Regions from separate parts of the Sus scrofa genome. Here region 2 is linked to region 1. Evidence: chromatin contacts called from public HiChIP or PLAC-seq data. All regions are on one chromosome and are shown on one strand. Each heading gives the region's core, a stretch centred on a gene start, on an enhancer-like site or on the middle of the called end of the contact. The rest is flanking DNA. Distances are from core to core; before and after follow the strand shown. Region 1 holds the start of SGCA (sarcoglycan alpha). Region 2 has its middle 16 kb from the start of TMEM92.

The links. HiChIP or PLAC-seq counts read pairs in DNA pulled down with a chosen protein or histone mark.
Region 2: a contact with region 1 is called in an H3K27ac HiChIP or PLAC-seq map of alveolar macrophages. The contact joins the enhancer-like site here to the promoter of SGCA in region 1. A contact is called at or near these places in 5 of 47 Hi-C or Micro-C datasets (alveolar macrophages, embryonic fibroblasts, epiblast stem cells and 2 more) and 1 of 2 datasets of contacts at active chromatin or transcription factors (alveolar macrophages).

Annotation. Positions count from the first base shown.
Region 1 is chr12:26,355,533-26,362,176 of Sscrofa11.1, forward strand. SGCA (sarcoglycan alpha) reads left to right here and starts at 1,262. Exons shown (of 10, transcript NM_001144122.1): 1 at 1,262-1,313; 2 at 2,382-2,501; 3 at 2,608-2,750; 4 at 2,863-2,935; 5 at 3,343-3,541; 6 at 3,961-4,123; 7 at 5,062-5,270; 8 at 5,490-5,516. The coding sequence starts at 1,277.
Region 2 is chr12:26,479,179-26,485,698 of Sscrofa11.1, forward strand. No RefSeq gene overlaps it. Among named protein-coding and RNA genes, the nearest start is that of TMEM92, 16 kb to the left of the region's middle. Within about 2 kb of position 2,628, at least 1 of the 83 cell types and tissues checked has an H3K27ac peak or open chromatin away from gene starts, as enhancers often do. A contact at or near this core is called in alveolar macrophages, where this site is marked.

The DNA.
Region 1 (6,644 bases), core at 12-2,511:
CTGTCACTTCACCCTCTACACCTACCAGTTGCTGGGCCCTGGGCCAGCCCCAGGGATGCAAAGATTATAAGATCCCAATCTGTCTGCAACTCTGTGTGGTTGGGCTGTGCATGGGGCTGAGGGAGCCCCAGCTTGGCCTAGGGAAGGAGGGAGCACAGAAAAAGAGAGGATGCCCCTGCTGAGTCTTGAGAGGTGAGCAGAAGTTTGCTGGTTGGATGAGGGCAGGAAGGGAATTTGGGGCAGAGGGAATAGCATATGCAAAGGCATGTGGACTCAGGGGAGCTTATCAGGTTGTGGGGTGCCAGAGTGAGCTGGGCAGAAGCCTGGGGTAGTGTGTGTGTGTGTGTGTGTGTGTGTGTGTGTGTGTGTGTGTGTGTTGGGGGCGGGGTTAGAAAGAAGGGAAGGGGGAGTTCCCGTCATGGCTCAGTGGTTAATGAATCCGACTAGGAACCATGAGGTTGCGGGTTTGACCCCTGGCCTTGCTCAGTGGGTGAAGGATCCGGTGTTGCTGTGAGCTGTGGTGTAGGCCAGTGGCTACAGCTCCAATTCGACCCCTAGCCTGGGAACCTCCATATGCTGCGGGAAGCGGCCCTAGAAAAGGCAAAAAGACAAAAAAAAAAAAAAAAAAAAGAAAGAAAGAAAGAAGGGAAGGGGATTCTAGATAGGATGGCCAAGAACAGACAGGGCCTGAAAGCCACCAGCAGCTGGGAAACTCAGAGCAGTGGGAGCCCTTAGGGTTCTAAGGGGGGGATCAAGGCCATCAGGTTGGAGGTTTAGAAAATATACTCTGGCCCCGAGGAGGGGAGGATTGGAGGGACCTTGTCTTTTTTTGTTTGTTTGTTTTTTGTTTTGTCTTTTTGCCTCTTCTAGGGCCGCTCCCTCGGCATATGGAGGTTCCAGGCTAGAGGTCGAATTGGAGCTGTAGCTGCCGGCCTACACCACAGCCACAGCAACTCCAAATCCAAGCCGCGTCTGTGACCCACACCACAGCTCACGGCAACGGCGGGTCCTCAACCCACTGAGCGAGGCCAGGGATCGAATCCGCAACCTCATGGTTCCTAGTCGGATTCGTTAACCACTGAGCCACGACGGGAGCTCCTTGTCATGTGAGGAGGTGTCTGCCTTAGATTTAGTGCCTACTCTGGGAAGGGGTGGGGAGGGCCCCACGGGCTGAAGCCGGGCCCAGCTGCTCTGGGCCACTTTCCCGTTCCTCCCTCCGCCCTCCTCCCTGCTCCTGTCTCTGTCACTCACAGGGCAGGGCCAGCCTGGGGCGGCCATGGCAGCAACGCTGATCTGGATTTCTCTCCTCGTGGGCAAGTTGGGGGCTTCTTCAGGGGAGAGGCCCAGGTTGAGGGGGTGAGAGGTTCCTCAGGGGAGGGCTTGGGGGTCAGGGCAAGGCAGGAGCAGAAGGACTCTGGGGTGTGAATGCCACAGCTGGTGGGGGCTCCAGGGAACGGGGAGCTGGGACCTGGGAGGGGTGGGGTGTCCTGGGCCAGGCCGGGCCTAACCACACAGGTCCAGAGTGTCGTGGGCCCTTTAATGCGCTGGCTGGGCTGGCTTCTTTCTGAGTCCAGGCTAAATCTGGCTCTGGGAGGGTGCGGGGGCCGCTGGGGCAGGTCCTCTCCCTGGGGCTCGGGATCCTCTTCGCTCAGCTCTTAGTGGCCTCCAGTGGAGGCCCTGTTCCCCCCGGCTATTAAAGGAGGGGGGTGGGAACCCCAGAATGGCCACCTGCCTCCTCCAAGGGGTTCTTCCCTCTCTTCCTCCCACCCCTCCAGGCGCCCAGACAGTCAGCTTGGCATTCTTTTCCAAGTGCTTTTTTTTCCTAATTTTTTTTTTTAAATTATTTTTTTTAGGGCTGCACCCACAGCATATGGAGGTTCCCAGGCTAGGGGTCGAATCGGAGCTACAGCTGCCGCTTACACCACAGCTCATGGCAACGCCGGATCCTTAACCCACTGAGCGAGGCCGGGGATCAAAGCGGCATCTTCATGGATACTAGTCAAATTCGTTTCCACTGAGCCAGGAACTCCTCCAAGTGCTCTTAACATGCACGCATGTGTAGACACACACACACACATGCACACGCACACACACACCCCTCCCAGCCAGCCACTGTGACTCCCAATGGGAGCCTAACATGAAGAGTGAGGGGGCTTCCATGAATCCAAACCAAACTAAAGCCTGGGTTTCTTCGCTGGTTAAAGTGTGTGGCTCGGCCAGGGCCCCACCCCATCCTTCCTGGGAGCCAGCAAAGCTGTCCCCCTCCTCGCACACGTCTCTCTGGTCCCTTAGGGCCACCAGGGACTGGGTGAAAAGGGGAAGCTTATTCCTTGGCCAGGACTGAGGCTGGTCTGTGTGTTTGGGGGTGTGGGTCCCCACAGGTCTCCTGGCAGGGCTGGGGGGCACCGAGATCCAGCAGACCACCCTGCACCCACTCGTGGGCCGCGTGTTTGTATACACCCTGGACCATGATGCTTTCCTGCAGCTTCCTGAGCACGTTGGTAAGAGGGGCCTGGGGGCGCACTGGGTGGGCTGGTGGGGGGTGCAGGTGAAGGCTTCCGAAAGCTTCCTGTCGTGTCTCCAAGCCCCTCTCCTCCCTTCCACCAGCTGTCCCTGTCACCTACCACGCCCACCTCCAGGGACACCCAGACCTGCCCCGGTGGCTCCGCTACACCCAGCGCAGCCCCCACCACCCTGGCTTCCTCTATGGCACTGCCACCCCAGAGGATCGCGGACACCAGGTCATTGAGGTATCAGCAGGGGCCCCAGGGAGTGGCCGGCAGCAGGAAGCTGCGTACCCTCATTTACATAAATCCCATGCCTGTAACTGGGTGCTCAGCCCTCTCTCTCCCCATCCTCCAGGTCACAGCCTACAACCGGGACAGTTTTGACACCACCCGGCAGAGGCTGGTGCTGTTGATTGCAGACCCAGAAGGTACCACCAGCCTCACCCCTACCCTACCAATGCCAGTCTTGGGGACTCTCCCTTGGAAGAGGGGATACCTGGGAGTAGTAGGGAGCTGGGCATCCTGCTGAGACTGCAGCTGTAGTCTTCGCTGCTCTGCTGATACACTAAGAGGAGGCTTTGGGCAAGTCGTTGGGGCGTGGGTGTGGGGCAAGGGTGGAGGAAGGGTCTGCTATGTGGGGTATTAAGAAGAAGGAAGGGAGCTGAGATCTGGGGAGATGCTTGGGTGGGAGGAGCTTGGGTGGGGGGAACTTGGGTGCGGGGAGCATGGATGGTGGAGCTTGGGTGGGGGGAGCTTGGGTGGGGGGATGCTTGGGAATGATCCAGGCAGGGCTGGGGGCTGGGCACAGCCTGAGGTGCCCACCTGGCCCTCCCAGGCCCCCTGCTCCCATACCAGGCTGAGTTCCTGGTGCGCAGCCATGACGTGGAGGAGGTGCTGCCCTCGACACCTGCCAGCCTTTTCCTCACAGCCCTCGGGGGGCTCTGGGAGCCGGGGGATCTCCAGCTGATCAATATCACTTCTGCCTTGGACCGAGGGGGCCGAGTCCCCCTGCCTATTGAAGGTCGAAAGGAAGGGTAGGCATGCGACCAGGGAGGGCTTCCTGGAGGAGGAGGGGGCAGGTGGCCTTCTGCCTGGGTGATAGGCGAAATGTGGGTCTCTCTAATTTCTGGGTGGGGCTTTACCCATCTCTTTGCACCCTCACCGTGCCCATCTTTACCTGATGTGACAGTGACAGTGTCACATCACTGTCCACCGCCTTCTGGTTGCCGGCTCTGCTCCTTCTTGCCCTTCCTGGACCCAAATCCTAGTCACCCTGAATTCTGTACTTCCTGGTGCCCATAAGGACATGAAAGATCCACCCATCAATGGTCACCCCCAGAAACCTGGGGTGCCTTGTGTACTCTCACCATAACCCCAGATCTCAGGGTGGCCATGACCCCAAATCCTAGTACTTACTGATAGTTTGCTGATGGTGGCTTCTGTCTGTGCCCAGCGTATACATCAAGGTGGGTTCTGCCTCACCCTTCTCCACCTGCCTGAAGATGGTGGCATCCCCCGACAGCCAGGCTCGCTGTGCTCAGGGCCAGCCTCCACTGCTGTCCTGCTATGACACCTTGGCACCTCACTTCCGAGTTGACTGGTGCAATGTGTCCTTGGTGAGGAGGGGCCGGGGGCAGGGTGGGGGAGGGGCAAAGCCCCCGTCATGGTCTCCTTCATCCCCCATCTTCCCATCCCATCTCTCCCTGTTTCTCCAGTTATCTGTACACACAAACACCCACCCACCCACACCCACACCCACACCGCCCCCACCCACATGCACGCACTGAAGTTCTACCTTCTGCCACAAGAGGGCAACAGAGTCCATAATCCAGACAAGGAATCTCCACTCCGAGTCCCTGCTCTGCCCAACCCAACAGCTACAACAATCACTCTGGCAAGGGGGTTCCAAACCCCCTTCTTCACCGAGGGCCTCCATGTGACAGCTCTGTTTTCCACTAAGGTGTCACTTAGCAAATCGGCCTGCAGTGAGGAACAGATAGCTCTCACTCCTGTATTATAAACCAAAGACGCTCCCTACTGCTCTGTGGGATATTGAGCAGAGGTGTCTAGGGTTCCTCGAGATCCTCTTCCCAGGGCTGGGACCCCTTCCTGTGACTTGACCGACAGCACAGCCAGGAACTGGTAATCAACATTCTTGAGCACTTGCTATGGGCCAGGTTCTATACAATCAACATGTTTAGCCTCAAAATCACCCAGGAGACAGGTACTGCTAGTAACATCTCAACTTTACAGTGAGGAAACAGAGGCACCTAGAGGTAAGTCATTGCAGCACAGCATTTGTCCCAAACAGGATTCAAACTCAGGAAGTCAGACCAGAGAGCCAAGCTCTAACCATTGGACAGTCCTGCCTCTCTCAGAATTTCTTTCCTGACTCCTAGTCCAGTGCACGTCCTGGTCCATCCCATGAGCAGGCAGGAGGCATCCCCGTGGTTGCACAGAGGACAGTGGCCTCAGAGTTCCTGCCCGGGTGCCCTGGGGGGGGCGGTCTATGTCTAGCCATCTGCTCCTGAGTCAGCCTGGGCTCTCTGAGCAGGTGGACAAGTCAGTGCCAGAGCCCGCAGATGAGGTGCCTACTCCGGGCGATGGGATCCTGGAACACGACCCATTTTTCTGCCCACCCACCGAGGCCACAGCCCGAGACTTCTTGACGGATGCCTTGGTCACCCTCCTGGTGCCCCTGCTGGTGGCCCTGCTGCTCACCCTGCTGCTGGCCTACGTCATGTGCTGCCGGCGGGAGGGACGGTGAGTGTGGGGCGCGGAGGGCAGGGAGGGCACTGGGGCTGGTGCTCACATCCATGGGACCCCCTGTGGCACTTGTGCTTTGTGGGGACCCCCACCCTTCAGGGAGCGGAGTCCTTGGCCAGGGAAGGAGTTGGGGGGGAGGGGGGCCTGGCCTGGCCTGGCCTGGCCCCAGGAGGGGGTTATGGATAATAGTTAATCACCTCCTTTGCTTTTCCACAGGCTGAAGAGAGACTTGGCTACCTCTGAGTGAGTAGGGGAAATCTGGGGGCCAGAAGGATGCTCCCTTGGACTATAAAGCTTGACCCCCCCCAACCTCCAAGGGTAGCATAGACCCAACTAGATTCCTCTGGAAGCATGGGCTACCCTTGGCCTGTGAGCTCCAGTCCTGGGCTGGCTGGGTGCTGGTCCTGTCCTGTCCTGGCTTCGCTTTCTCATTTTCTGATCTCCATGAAAGCGTTTAATGCGGGACAGGAGTGGGGACCTAGCCAGACTTCAGGGATCTTCTGCCACCCTGGTGGAAAGGGTTTGAGAAGCAACTTAACACACACACACACAACCACACTTTGCTGTTGAGTCTGACCCTTGGGTTCCAGGCTGCATTCTGCCACATAATTCCTGTGATCCTCTCTGGCCTCAGTTTCTTCACCTGCAAGAGGATGTGGCTGGAGTTCCCATTGTGGCTCAGTGGTTAACGAATCCAACTAGGAATCATGGGGTTGCGGGTTCCATCCCTGGCCTTGCTCAGTAGGTTAAGGATCTGGTGTTGCCATGAGCTGTGGTGTAGGTCGCAGATGCGGCTGGGATCCCACATGGCTGTGGCTCTGGTGTAGGCCGGCGGCTACAGCACTGATTCGACCCCTAGCCCCGGAACCTCCATGTGCTGTGGGTGTGGCCCTAGAAAAGACAGAAAACAAACAAACAAACAAACAACCAAAAGAGGATGCGGTTGAACCAGCCGATGCCTGCAATGCTTTCAGTTCCTCCAGCCCTTCCCAAATCTCTCACCCTTATTTTGCCCTGGTTCCCCGCCCCCATCCATGGCCTTACACCTCTGCGCCCCCAAACCTTGTCCTCTCCCACTCCCTTGAACCCCAGAGATTCCAGGAGGCAGAGGTGAAATAAGCTAGGCTCCTTTTATTTCCATTGCACTGAGCCTCTGGCGGGCCCGGTGCCCCTGCCTGCTTGCCCAGCCAGCCTGGTTAACTACGGCGGCATCTGGCTGCCCTTCGAACCCCCTTGACGGGCCGCTTGGACCCCTGTTTGGAGCCCAGGAGCAACCGGCGTGGCCCAGGACGGCGCTGCGCAGGCTGCTGCCTCCGTTGCTGTCGCTGCCGCCGCTGCTGGCTTTTGGCCTTGAGCTTGAACTTGGAGTCT
Region 2 (6,520 bases), core at 1,378-3,877, 130 kb after region 1:
TTTGATTCCTGGTCTTGCTCAGTGGGTTGAGGATCCAGCGTTACCATGAGCTGTGGTGTAGGTCACAGACGAGGCTCAGATCTGGCATTGATGTGGCTCCGGCATAGGCTGGTGGCTACAGTTCCGATTAGACCCCTAGCCTGGGAACCTTCATATGCCACGGGTGCAGCCCTAAAAAGGACCAAAGGAAAAAAAAAAAAAAAAAAAACCTCAGTCTCGGAGTTCCTGTCATGGTGCAGTGGAAATGAATCCAACTAGGAACCATAAGGTTTCGGGTTCGATCCCTGGCATCGCTCATTGGGTTGGGGATCCAGCATTGTCATGAGCTGTGGTGTAGGTTTCAGACTAGCTTGGATCCTGTGTTGCTGTGGCTGTGCCCGTAGGCTGGTGGTAACAGCTCTGATTGGACCCCTGGCCTGGGAACCTCCAGGTTTAGGGCAGGTGTGGCCCTACAAAGACAGAAAATAAATAAATAAAAACTAAAAAAAACTCAGTCTCCTCAAGGAGTTCCTACTGTGGCACAGAGGGCTACAGATCTGGCGTTGCTGCAGCTGTAGTGTAGGTGGCAGATGCGGCTTGGATCTGATCCCTGGCCCCTGGCCTGGGAACATCCGTATGCTGTGGGAGTGCTCAGCAACAAAACAAAACAAAACCTTGGTCTCCTCAAAGAGATGAAGAGATATTTATTGAGGGCCAAGGGTTAGAAGCGATGGGAAGCAGGGATGGGGTGACAACGAAGGAGGCGCAGGAGGGGATCTTTGTGGTGATGGAACAGTTCTGCACGGTGATTATATGGTGAAACGCCACTCCTTGGATAGACACGAACCCAGCCAAAGCTCAGAATAGGACTTGCACCCACAACCCATGACTTAGAAGGGGACGTGAAGCCATTGTCTTTTTTTTTTTTTTTTTTTTAAATACTCCCATGATTCTTGGCGTTCCCATTGTGTCTCAGCAGTTAAGGACATGACATAGGGTCTGTGAGGCTGCGGGTTCGATCCCTGGCCTCACTCATGGGTTTAGGATCCAGCATTGCCAACAAGCTGTGGTGAAGGTCAGAGATGTGGCTCAGATCCTGCATTGCTGTGGCTGTGGTGTCGGCCAGCAGCTGCAGTTCTGATTCGACCCCTAGCCTGGGAACCTCCATATGCTGCAGGTGTGGCCCTAAAAGAAAAAAAGAAAATACTCCCATGATTCTTCTTTTTTTTTTCTTTTTAGGGCCGCAACGGTAGCATATGGACGTTCCCAGGCTAAGGGTCGAATTGGAGCTGCAGCTGCTGGCTGATACCACAGCCACAGCAATGCCAGGTCCAAGCTACATCTGTGAACTACACCACAGTTTGCAGCAACACTGGATCCTTAACCCACTGAGAAAGGCCAGGGGTAGAATCCACATACTTCATGGACAGTATGTCAGGGTCTTAACCTGCTGAGCCACAACAGGAAATCTTTTTATTTTTTGTCTTTTTGCCTTTTCTAGGGCCACTCCCTCGGCATATGGAGGTTCCCAGGCCAGGGGTCTAAACAGAGCTGTAGCTACCAGCCTACGCCACAGCCACAGCAACACAGGATCCAAGCCGTGTCTGCAACCTACACCACAGCTCACGGCAATGCTGGATCCTTAACCCACTGAGCAAGGCCAGGGATCGAACCTGCAACCTCATGGTTCCTGGTTGGATTCGTTAACCACTGCGCCACGACAGGAACTCCACAACAGGAAATCTTTAATTATTACTACTATTATTATTATCATAGTTGATTTACAATATTCTGTCAATTTCTGCTCTACTGCAAAGCAACTCAATTGTGTATGTATACATATATATATATATATATATATATATATACACACACATATTCTTTTTCTCATATTATCTTCTATCATGTTCTTTTTTTTTTTTTTTTTGTCTTTGTGCCTAGGGCCACACCCGCGGCATATGGAGGTTCCCAGGCTAGGGGTCCAACCGGAGCTGTAGCCGCCAGCCTATGCCAGAACCACAGCAACGCGGGATCCACGCCGCATATTCGACCTACACCACAGCTCATGGCAACGCCGGATCCTTAACCCACTGAGCAAGGCCAGGGATCGAACCCGCAACCTCATGGTTCCTAGTCGGATTTGTTAACCACTGCGCCACGACAGGAACTCCCTCTTCTATCGTGTTCTATCACAAGTTCCAAGAAGTTCGAACTGTCTTTTAATTGAAAACTGCTCACCTGGTGTCAGGACTTTCTGAAGGTCAGGTTTTTTTGGGGTTTTTTTTGGTTGCACTCGTGGCATGCGGAAGTTCCTGGGGTCGGGGGTTGAACTCTTGCTACAGCCATGACCCGAGCCACTGCAGTGACAATGCCAGATCTTTAATCTGTTGGGCCACCAGGGAATTCCTTAGGTTCTTCCGTCTTTTTGCAGAAAGAATTCAGTGTAAAATAAAGCAGTAAAGAATGAGCTTGTTGACATAGGACTCTTGTGAGCGATACAAGTGGGCAGGCAGGGGGGAGCACAGCCTTGAGAACAAAGAGGGCTACATTTTTTATAACCAAAGAAAAAAATGGGGAAGGGAGAGGACCACCTTCTTCCTCATTTTGGGGTAGACATTAACACATCAAGGCTTGCATCTTTAGTTCCTCCTTTGAGCCTATATGGTCTAATTGGGATGGTCATGGGGTTATTTGAATCATATGTATTTTACAGCAGAAATTATCACAACCTTGTAAATTAACTATACCTCAATAAAACTTTTTAAAAAGGAGAAGAGGAGTTCCCGTCTTGGCTCAGCGGTTAAGGAATCCGACTAGGAACCATGAGGTGGCGGGTTCGATCCCTGGCCTTGCTCAGTGGGTTAAGGATCCGGCGTTGCCATGAGCTGTGGTGTGGGTCGCAGACGCGGCTTGGATCTGGTGTTGCTGTGGCCGCGGGAAGCGACCCTAGAAAAGGCAAAAAGAAAAAAAAGAGAGAGAGAGAAGAAAAGAGATGGTTCGAATATCAATTGGGTTGAATGCATCTATTCAATAAAGGAAGAATATATGTAAAAAAAATCGTGTATTTTTGCAAAAGGGCGGTGACATATTACTACAATATGATCATTCATCTCAAGCTTTGGTATAATGTCCCCTTTCCCCTAGTTTCTTTCCCTTTTCTCCTTCTCCTTCATCTTCTTCCTCTTCCTCCCCGACTCCTTCTTTCCTCCCTTTTAAGGCTATACCTGCGGCATATGGGCTTTCCCAGGCTAGGGGTCAAATCGGAGCTGCATCTGAGGGCTACGCCACAGCCACAACAGCAGCTGATCTGGGCCACATCTGCAACCTATGCCACAGCTTAAGGCAACACCAGATCATTAACCCACTGAGCAAGGCCAGGAATCAAACCCTCATCCTCACAGAGACAACATTGGGTCCTTAAGCTGCTGAGCCACAACAGGAACCCTTCACCTATATTCCTGTCTTGGCTACAGGCGGAAATGCTCCTCTTCAAGGACCATTAACTCCCTGACCTCATGAAACAAGACTCAGACCCCCTATGTATTGCCTTTGTGATTTTGTTTTGTTTTGTTTTTTTGGTTTTTTGGGGTGTTTTTTTTTGTCTTTTTGCCTTTTCTTGAGCTGCTCCCGTGGCATATGGAGGTTCCCAGGCTAGGGGTCTAAGCGGAGCTATAGCCACTGGCCTACACCAGAGCCACAGCAACTCAGGATCTGAGCCGCGTCTGCAACCCACACCATAGCTCACAGCAATGCCGGATCCTTAACCCACTGAGCAAGGCCAGGGATCGAACCCACAACCTCGTGGTTCCTAGTCAGATTCATTAACCACTGCGCCACGATGGAAACTCCCTGTCTTGGGTTTTAACTATCAGGACCTGTGGCTTGAGCATGCCTGGCACTTAAATGCATCTGGTCTTCCTTCAGGGTAGAGTAGACTGTTGATAGGTTACTAGAATCTTTTCTTGAGTGGTCATTAACTTAGGAACTCCCTTAAAATTCCCTTTCTGTCTTTAATCCCTTACTGGGATTTCTGAACTATTTATTTATCCTACTCTCTCCCTATGAGAGATGGTTACACGAATCCACACAGGCAATGAAATGACATAGAGCTATACACACACGTTGCACCAATGTCAGTTGCCTGATTTTCCTGATTTTGCGTAAGATGTAACCATTGGGAGAAAATGGGTCAAAAGAAGTTGGGCCCTCTTTGTACTATCTTTGCGGCTTTCTGTGAATCTATAGCGATTTCAAAAGAAAAAGATTTCACAAAATCAGGTTCCTGTCTCCAGGTTCAAGAGCTTTTTACATTGCTAAAGTTTATTAGGTCCAATTTAGTTTCGGTTTCATCCAGGGTCCAATGCAAAGCAGAGTTTACTGCTTTTTATAGTTTGCAATTTATTTAAACTGCAGTAATTTGGGAGTAGAGGGGGGCAATTTGTAGACACTCCACTGCAGTGATGAATGCAATGTTATATGGCTCTTCTCTTTCCTTTGCAACTGACCATGACTTTCTTGCAGCCAAGTGTGTGGCTCTTGCTCACATAGAGATGAAGAGACAAGAGGAAGAAGTCCTCAGCTGGGTTGCTTGTCATCTAGATGGACCTCTTTGGGGCAGGAATCTATGTGTGTGTGTGTGTATCACACATAGATGTAATATACGTATTGACATATATATGTGTGTGTGTATATATAATAAATATGTGCATATAAGATATAAATCTTATTTACAAAAACAGACAACTGGTTGGATTTGGCTCATGAGCCAAAGTTTACTGACTTCTGAACGAAAACAGTGGAATCAAGGAGTTCCCATTGTGGCTCAGCAGGAATGAACCCAACTAAGTATCCATGAGGATGCAGGTTTGATCCCTGGCCTTGCGTAGTGGGCTAAGTATCCAGCATTGCTGTTGGTGTAGCATAGGCCAGCTGCTGCAGCTCTGATTGGACCCCTAGCCTGGGAGCTTCCATATGCCACAAGTGCAGCCCTAAAAAAGTAAAACAGTGGAATCAAGATGGCAGAGGAATAGAATATGGAGCTCAAGTTCTCCCACAAATATAATTTTAAAAAACCAAAAAGTGGAGTTCCTGTCATGGCTCAGTGGAAATGAATCTGACTAGCATCCATGAGGAGGCAGGTTTGATCCCTGGCCTTGCTCAGTGGGTTAAGGATCCAGCATTGCCATGAGCTGTGGTGTAGGTCACAGATGCAGCTTGGATCTGGCATTGCTGTGGCTGTGGTGTAGGCTGGCAGCTGCAGCTCCAATTTGATCCCTAGCCTGGGAACTTCCATATGCTACAGGTGTGGCTCTAAAAAGAAAAAAAGAAAAACGATTAAAAAAAAAAAAAGAAGACATAGACTAGCTGACTAGATTTAAAAAACAAGAACCAAAGACCCATATATAAGACCAGACACTATAAAACTCTTAGAGGAAAACATGGGCCAAACACTCTCTGACATAAATGACAGCAATATCTTCTCAGATCCACCTCTCAGAGTAATGACGGTAAAAACAAAAATTAAAATTGGACCTAATTAAACTTAAAAGTTTCTGCACAGCAAAGGAAACCGTAAACAAAACGAAAAGACAACCCACAGAATGGGAGAACATATTTGCAAATGAAGCAACTGACAAGGAATTAATCTCCAAAATTTATAAACACCTTCTGCAGCTCAATACCAAAAAAACAACCCCATCAGAAGATCTAAACAGACAATTTTCCAAAGAAGACATACAGATGGCCAAAAAACACATGAAAAGACGTTCAACATCAATCATTATTAAAAGAAATGCAATATCAAAACCACTATGCGGTACCACCTTACACCAGCCAGCATGGCCAGCATCAAAAATTCTACAAACAGTAAATGCTGGAGAGGGTGTGGAGAAAAAGGAACCCTATTACACTTTTGGTGGGATTGTAAATTGGTGCAACCACTGTGGAAAACAGCATAGAGATTCCTCAGAAAACTAAAAAGAGAATTACAATTTGATCCAGCAATCCCACCCCTGGGCATCTATCCAGAGAAAATCATGACTGGAAAAGACACATGTACTCCAATGTTCATTGCAGCACTATTTTCAACAGCCAAGACATGGAAACAACCTAAATGTCCATCGACAGAGGAGTGGATCAAGAACATGTGGTACATACATGTGATGGAATATTACTCAGCCATTAAAAGGAACGGAATACTGGCATTTTTAACAACATGGATAGACCTAGAAATGATCATGCTAAATGAAGTCAGTCAGACAATGAGCCACCAACATCAAATGCTTTCACTGACATGTGGAATCTTAAAAAAGGACAGAATGAACTTCTTTGCAGAACAGATACTGCACAGACTTTGAAAAACTTATGGTCTCCAAAGGACACAGTTCGGGGGGTGGGGGGGCTGCACTGGGGGTGTGGGATGGAAATCCTATAAAATTGGATTGTGATGATCATTGTACAACTACAAATGTAATAAATTCACTGAATAATAAAAAAAAGAAAGAAAGAAGCCACAAAAAAACAAGAACCAACAATATGTTGC